Linked DNA regions of Macaca mulatta: region 1 is linked to region 2. Evidence: chromatin contacts called from public Hi-C data. All regions are on one chromosome and are shown on one strand. Each heading gives the region's core, a stretch centred on a gene start, on an enhancer-like site or on the middle of the called end of the contact. The rest is flanking DNA. Distances are from core to core; before and after follow the strand shown. Region 1 holds the start of GPS2 (G protein pathway suppressor 2). Region 2 holds the start of DVL2 (dishevelled segment polarity protein 2).

Region 1 (3,311 bases), core at 271-2,770, 88 kb after region 2:
GGTGGCAAGGATGCATGGATGGAAGCAGTAGGGGCTGGGCATCCAATCCTACTCTCACCGTAAGCACTTGGGGTCCAAACATTTGTTTGGCTCTGTCAGCTGCCATGAGGGTGCCTGGGCGATTGTGTCCTCCAGGGCTCCCTAGAAAGGGAGAAGGGCTTCATGATGCTGAAATGGGAGGCTGCAACCTGTAAGAAGGCCGGTTCCATCAGGTGGTCTCTTTAGTCCTCACCCTGCATGCTGAGGAGATGAGTTCCTGTGTGGACAGTCAGGCTCTGCTGGTATGCAGCTGATGTCAGGGTGGTCAGGTCACTGGAGTGAGAGGAAGGCAGGTCAAAGCTAAGGACAGATGCCTTCTCTTTCGCCATTAAACACTAGTTCTTTTATTACTTGATCCCAGTTCCACTTGGCCCCCATTTCAGTTTTTAGCACTCTGATCCCACCTCTGTTCCTTTCGCCTCCGTTTTTCTTCCTCATGTAAAACTTTCTTGAGCTGCAGGAAAAGCTGATGCTTCTCTTCCTGTAGGGCCAAAAGCTTCTCCTCCAACTTCAGAATCTGGGAGGGAGTGGGAAGAGAAGATGAAGGCAGGGAGAGTCAAGGGAAGAAATCAAAGCTGGGAGAGTTCAAGGGACTGCTTACTTGTTCCTTGGTCTCCTCTAGTGACATTCTCTCTTCCATCTCCTTTTTCTTCCTTCTCTCCTGTTCTTCCTTCATCTTCTGTTCCATCATCTTATCCACCTCTTCTTCCTCTGGAGAATCAGGCAGAATGAAGAAGAGGCAGGGTAGTGAAAACAGTTCCAACGTTAGATTGAAGACCAGCAAAACCCAGTCATCCCAACACGCCTGTGCGCTCTTTGCCTCGAGGGGACAAGCTCCCCCATCGCTGCAATAGGGAACGGAGAGGCTTTATCAGGTGCTCTCCAAGGTCCTTCCCGTCTCAAGGGTTCTGGAGCGTGGACCAGGACGCTTAAATCCCACCACAACGGGGCTATTCCTTCCCTCCTCTGCGCTCGGCAGCGGGCTCACTGGTTGGCCGCTGGGTTGAGGCCAACCCTGAGGTACAGGAGCCATTCTGGGCCGTGTGTCCCCCCGCTATGGCCCCGGCTCACCCTGCCGCTTGCGCTCCCGCTCCATCATAATGTGCCGGTGCAGCGCCCTGGCCATGGCGTTGGAAAGCTTGGGGCGCTCCAGGAGTGCGGGCATGGTGCTGCCGTGGGCGCTCGGGCCGTGGGCGCCCGGCTCTGTCTCTGACTGCCAGACCTCAGACGGCGCCTGCGGGGAGGCGGGCGCTCAGAGGGGACCGCGCCCGGCCCAGGCGGAAGCCCGTCCGCCCGACCCGCTAGCCGCCCCGGTCACGTGTCCCAGGAGCCCGCCACCCGGCCGGGCCCGCAGCCCCCGCTCCACCGCGCGCACGGGCGGCGCCGGGATCCCCGACTCGGTGCTGCCGCTCCCTGCCCAGCCAGCCCGGACGCCAGCCCTCCCTACCCGCCTTCTCTGCGCTTTCTCAGCAGCTCCGGCGCGCCCTGGCCCGTACGTCACATCCGGCGGCCCGGCCAAGTCCTTCCGGAGTCACGGCTGCGGCCGACCTCACGGGTTGGGTGAAAGAAAGCGGAAGCGCGCTGCGACGGGTGCCCGCGGCGTCCAAACCCCGTAGCCGGGAACGCGGGCGACGAGGGCTGTAAACTGGTCTTGGCATCCTCAGCTCTCTTTAATTTCGCGGGCCCACCTGGTGGCACCCCAGGGGACGCGGGCTCCGGGGAGGGGCGCGCGAGAGAGAGGCCGAGGCGGAGGCTCTGAGACGGTGTTTATTGGCTCCTTAGAAATCAGAGTCAGTAACAACTGTACAGAGGCCCCCATCTTCCGTGCGCCCACCCTTCCCCACTCCTGCCCGGTGGCCCCGGAAAAAGCAGCTTCATGTGGGCACAGGGAGAGACTCCTCTGGGATTCACAGTAACCAGAAACAAAAACGGAAATAAATTAAGTGATGTGGGGAAGGGGAGTAAAAGGGAGTCATGTTCCCCAAATCAGTGCATGAAGAGGGGTACCAGGGCCTGGAGCTGGGCTCCCACGGCTCCTCCCATCAGACGGAGTGCTGGGCCTCCAGACATGGAGCTGTGCCACTTGCCACCTACATCTGAGAGCCTGCCTACATGCTCCTGCGCGGCTGCCAAGCTCCAGCACCTGCGCATGCCACGAGTCACGGGAATGAGGTGGAGGCAGTCGCCAGAGTCCATGGGCCCGAGGCCCGACTGTGCTTGTAGTATTTGTGTGTCACCCCTCATTCCACCCGTACCAGCAGGGCATAGAGGAGTGTGGCCCCCTTCTCCTTAGTGACCCACTCAAGTTCGGCTGGACTGAAGTGAGGGTCAGGAGGTTCTCCAAGGGCAGCGGAAGGGGGTCCCGGGGTGTAGGAGCCAGGGCGCACACACACCTGGAACGCCACCTGAGCCTGGTGCGTCCGCTGGGATTTGGGGTCCCGGAATCTGTCAAACAGGAAAAAATAAGGGAGTGAAGCTTCTCTCCCCATCACCTCCCCCTTGCAAAGTCTGTTCCAACCACACAAGCCTTGCTGTACCTAGGAAATACTCCCGCCTTATAGGAGCTTCACTCTAGCTGTTCTTTCTACCTGAAATGTTCTTCCTCCCAAAGCCTGCTCAGCTACACCCTTCACTTCCTTCTTCAAGCCTTTGCTCGAATCTCTCCCACCTTCTTACGATGCCCACACCAGCCACACTGCTGTCTCCTTCGCCCCCCTCTTTCCTACGATGCCCACACCAGCCACACTGCTGTCTCCTTCGCCCCCCTCTTTCCTACGATGCCCACACCAGCCACACTGCTGTCTCCTTCGCCCCACTCTTTCCTACGATGCCCACACCAACCACACTGCTGTCTCCTTCGCCCCACTCTTTCCTACGATGCCCACACCAGCCACACTGCTGTCTCCTTCGCCCCCCTCTTTCCTACGATGCCCACACCAACCACACTGCTGTCTCCTTCGCCCCACTCTTTCCTACGATGCCCACACCAGCCACACTGCTGTCTCCTTCGCCCCACTCTTTCCTACGATGCCCACACCAGCCACACTGCTGTCTCCTTCGCCCCCCTCTTTCCTACGATGCCCACACCAGCCACACTGCTGTCTCCTTCGCCCCCCTCTTTCCTACGATGCCCACACCAACCACACTGCTGTCTCCTTCGCCCCACTCTTTCCTACGATGCCCACACCAGCCACACTGCTGTCTCCTTCGCCCCACTCTTTCCTACGATGCCCACACCAGCCACACTGCTGTCTCCTTCGCCCCACTCTTTC
Region 2 (3,105 bases), core at 18-2,517:
TACCCCAATACAGCTACCTGTACTAGCATGGGCACCAACAGCCTTGTCTGCCCCCATACTGAGTGCTCCAATAAAACCATGTCTTGCCCCAAGATAAACCAGGATTAACCAATACAGCCCAGTAGAGTCCATAATGGCCCAAGTTTGTTTTGTTTTGTTTTTTGGTGTTTTTTTTTTTTTGGAGATGGAGTCTTGCACTGTCGTCCAGGCTGGAGTGCAGTGGCGCGATCTCGGCTCACTGCAACCTCCGCCTCCCAGGTTCAAGCGATTCTCCCTGCTTCAGCCTCCCAAGTAGCTGGGACTACAGGCGCCCGCCACCACGCCCGGCTAATTTTTTTGTATTTTTAGTTAGTACAGATGGGGTTTCACCGTGTTAGCCAGGATAGTCTCGATTTCCTGACTTCGTGATCCGCCCGCCTCGGCCTCCCAAAGTGCTGAGATTACAGGCGTTACAGGACTCCTGAGAACGTACTAAACGACCAGACGATAAATGAATTTACTCAGTACAGTCTAAAACACTCCAAAATAAACCAGTATGCCCCCACCTATTCCAGTAGAGCCTAATCGTCTCTAATCTGGTTTAGGATATCCTAGTCTGCCCGTGTGCCTCAATCTATCCAAGCATAACCTTGTCCATCCTGGGAGAGTCAACCTACCTCAGCATGGTACAATCTGCTCCACCACAGGCCAGAAAATCCTAGTGTGGCCCGAAGTAGATGTGTGCCCCTCCACGTCGCCCAATCCACTCTAGCAAAGCCCCCGTCGGTCCTATCTAGGCCTTGCGCTCACCCGAAATCCTGATCCATAGACTTGAAAAAGTACTTGGCGCCCGCGGGCCGCTGCAGGACGCTCTTGAAATCGCCGAGGGTGATGCGCTCGGCGGGGACAGGGATCTTCACCAGGTATGGAGTCTCTTCCTCATCCAGGTGGTAAATCACCTTCGTCTCCCCAACCCCACCGCCCCCAGCGCTGCTGCCCGCCATGGTCTCGCCCGCGCGCTCCCGGGCTCCACCGCCCACCCAAGGGGCTAATGGCCCCTGCCGCGCCTGCGCACACCCGCAAACCGACGAGCGAGCGCGGACAGGACGGACCCAGTACTGGAGAGAAGCAAAGGGAAAAAAGCAGGGGTCGGCAAGGGTGGCGGCGGGGGGCGGGCCGCGAGGTGCGACTCAAAGCCGCGGTCTCAGCGGCCGCCGCGCGCCACCGCCACCGACAACGCGAGCGTCCTCCAGGTCCCCGCCCACCTCTCCTCATGTCACGTGACCTAAGCCCGCCCACCCCGCGCTCTTCAGCCGCCCCCGTCACGTGACCCCTCCCAGTCACGTGACCGCGTGACTCCTCCTAGTGCCCCCGCCACGTGATCGCTGCCTTCGGCAACGGTCTCCCAGCCCCCAAAGGTGTACCCCAGCCGAGGTCCTCCGAGCACCCAGGATAAGCTGGCCTGTGCCCTCAGGAAGCGGACAGTCGGCTCCCACCCGGCTTTACCCCACACCGGCGGGAGCGCGAAGCAACTCTGACCCTCAGGAGTGTGCGTGCAGGGAGTGAAGGTGGGGATTGTGGGGGTTCCTAGACTCGAGTGGGGAGGGCCAAATACAATGAAAGCTCTGAGGTGGCTTACTCAAGTATCTTGGGGTGGGAGAGGCCCAGTGCTGTGCCATCTTCAGACTGGACTGTGAGAGGTGGCTTTCAGCACCACGTCCAGCTAGTCTTCAGCCACCAAAGCCTCCCTCCCAAGCAGGACAGTGAGGGCTATAAACACAAAAGAGCCCACTCTGCTTTATTCACAACACGCAGGCTGTCTGTACAAACAGCGGCCAATATTATTAAAAAGAGGTGAGTGAGAATCGTCACCTTTCTGCTTTCCTTCCTTGCTTGGCCAGGCTCTAGTACTCCACCTTTGAGCTGCCATGCCCAGTAGGGGAAGTCCAAAATTAAAAATACAACCGGTGTAGAAGAAAATAAATGGGGAGTGAAATAGAAGAAAAGATGAGGGAGGGGAGTGCTAATATTTACACTAGAGTTTTATAGACAACTGTCCCATTCCATCCCAATTCCAATCCTGACCCAGAAAGTGATGGTGGCAGGTCCAAGAGACAGAGATTATGTGTCTAGAGACACAGACAGCCTCCCACCCGCAACCGTAATGGGTTCAATTTCAAGTTCAGAGTGGGGAGGACGGATAGGGTAGGAAAGTGAGACACTCATTTTCAAACAAGTCTCCCTTGGGAATTCCTGCCTTGAAGTGCGGACAGTATCCAAGCTCCAGGGGGTAGGCTGAGGACCCTGAGGCTCAGTTCCCAAATCATGTTATCATTTGGAAGTTCCAGGCTAAAGTTGGTGCCGTCAGGGCTCTCCAGATTTGGGAGGCCCCCCTAACCGCCGGGCCTCTGGCCTCAGTTCCTTGCATTTCTGGCAATAAAAGAAGTCAGGGACGTTGGTCTTCTTAATCTTAGCACAGGAGAGGTGGATCCACGTCCCACACAGGCTGCACTCAATCATGGGCCGCCCTGCAAAGGGCTTTCGACAGTAACACGTGATCAGATCCCATGAGTCATCACCTGGGGAAAAAAGGTTTGTTTGGTATTCTGCCTGAGCAGTTGTTGGATCCACAACACCCTCAAACCCCTCGCCCCAGCCCAAACCTCTCACCTGATTCTACCATGATGTCCTCATCCATGACCCGCATCTCGCCTTCACTGGAGCTGGCATCTCCATCTTGGCTTGTTTCAGTGCTGCCCACCTCCTTGCTTTCACTGTCAGTAGGAGGGACTCCTTCAGGGTGCACTGTGGCAGGGGGCCTAGGAGCCTCGGGGGGTGTTGGGAGCACAGGGGCTGGGGCTTCTCCCCCTACCACTGTTGCCATCTCTTCCTCTTCTTCCTCTTCCTCTTCTTCCTCCTCCTCTTCAGAGTCTGTATCACTGGGGGGTGCCTGGGGAGGCCCAGGAGGTGGGAGTCTATCCCCCCGTTCTGCCTTTTTTAACTTCCGCTTCTTGCTCTTCTTGATTCGAGATCTCTTTTCCCCATCCCCAGGAGTTGGCCGAGGCCTCCGAAGCACCCCAAAGCCAGCCCCAGCTCCTGGCCCCAACTTTCGGTTCTTTCGGTCCT

Evidence for each region. Hi-C and Micro-C count contacts between places; a contact is called where the count stands out from the background.
Region 1: a contact with region 2 is called in a Hi-C map of fetal cortex germinal zone, with 2.2 times the contacts expected there. The contact joins the promoter of GPS2 here to the promoter of DVL2 in region 2. A contact is called at or near these places in 2 of 14 Hi-C or Micro-C datasets (cortical neurons and fetal cortex germinal zone).

What each region holds. Positions count from the first base shown.
Region 1 is chr16:8,807,605-8,810,915 of T2T-MMU8v2.0, forward strand. It overlaps GPS2 (G protein pathway suppressor 2), which reads right to left and starts at 1,521. Exons shown (of 11, transcript XM_028835958.2): 1 at 1,415-1,521; 2 at 1,111-1,273; 3 at 641-750; 4 at 444-556; 5 at 233-312; 6 at 59-141. The coding sequence starts at 1,204. NEURL4 (neuralized E3 ubiquitin protein ligase 4) reads right to left here. Exons shown (of 30, transcript XM_077970184.1): 30 at 1,789-2,484. The coding sequence ends at 2,280.
Region 2 is chr16:8,719,717-8,722,821 of T2T-MMU8v2.0, forward strand. DVL2 (dishevelled segment polarity protein 2) reads right to left here and starts at 1,268. Exons shown (of 15, transcript NM_001194806.2): 1 at 790-1,268. The coding sequence starts at 983. It overlaps PHF23 (PHD finger protein 23), which reads right to left. Exons shown (of 5, transcript NM_001194348.2): 4 at 2,650-3,105; 5 at 1,750-2,558. The coding sequence ends at 2,344.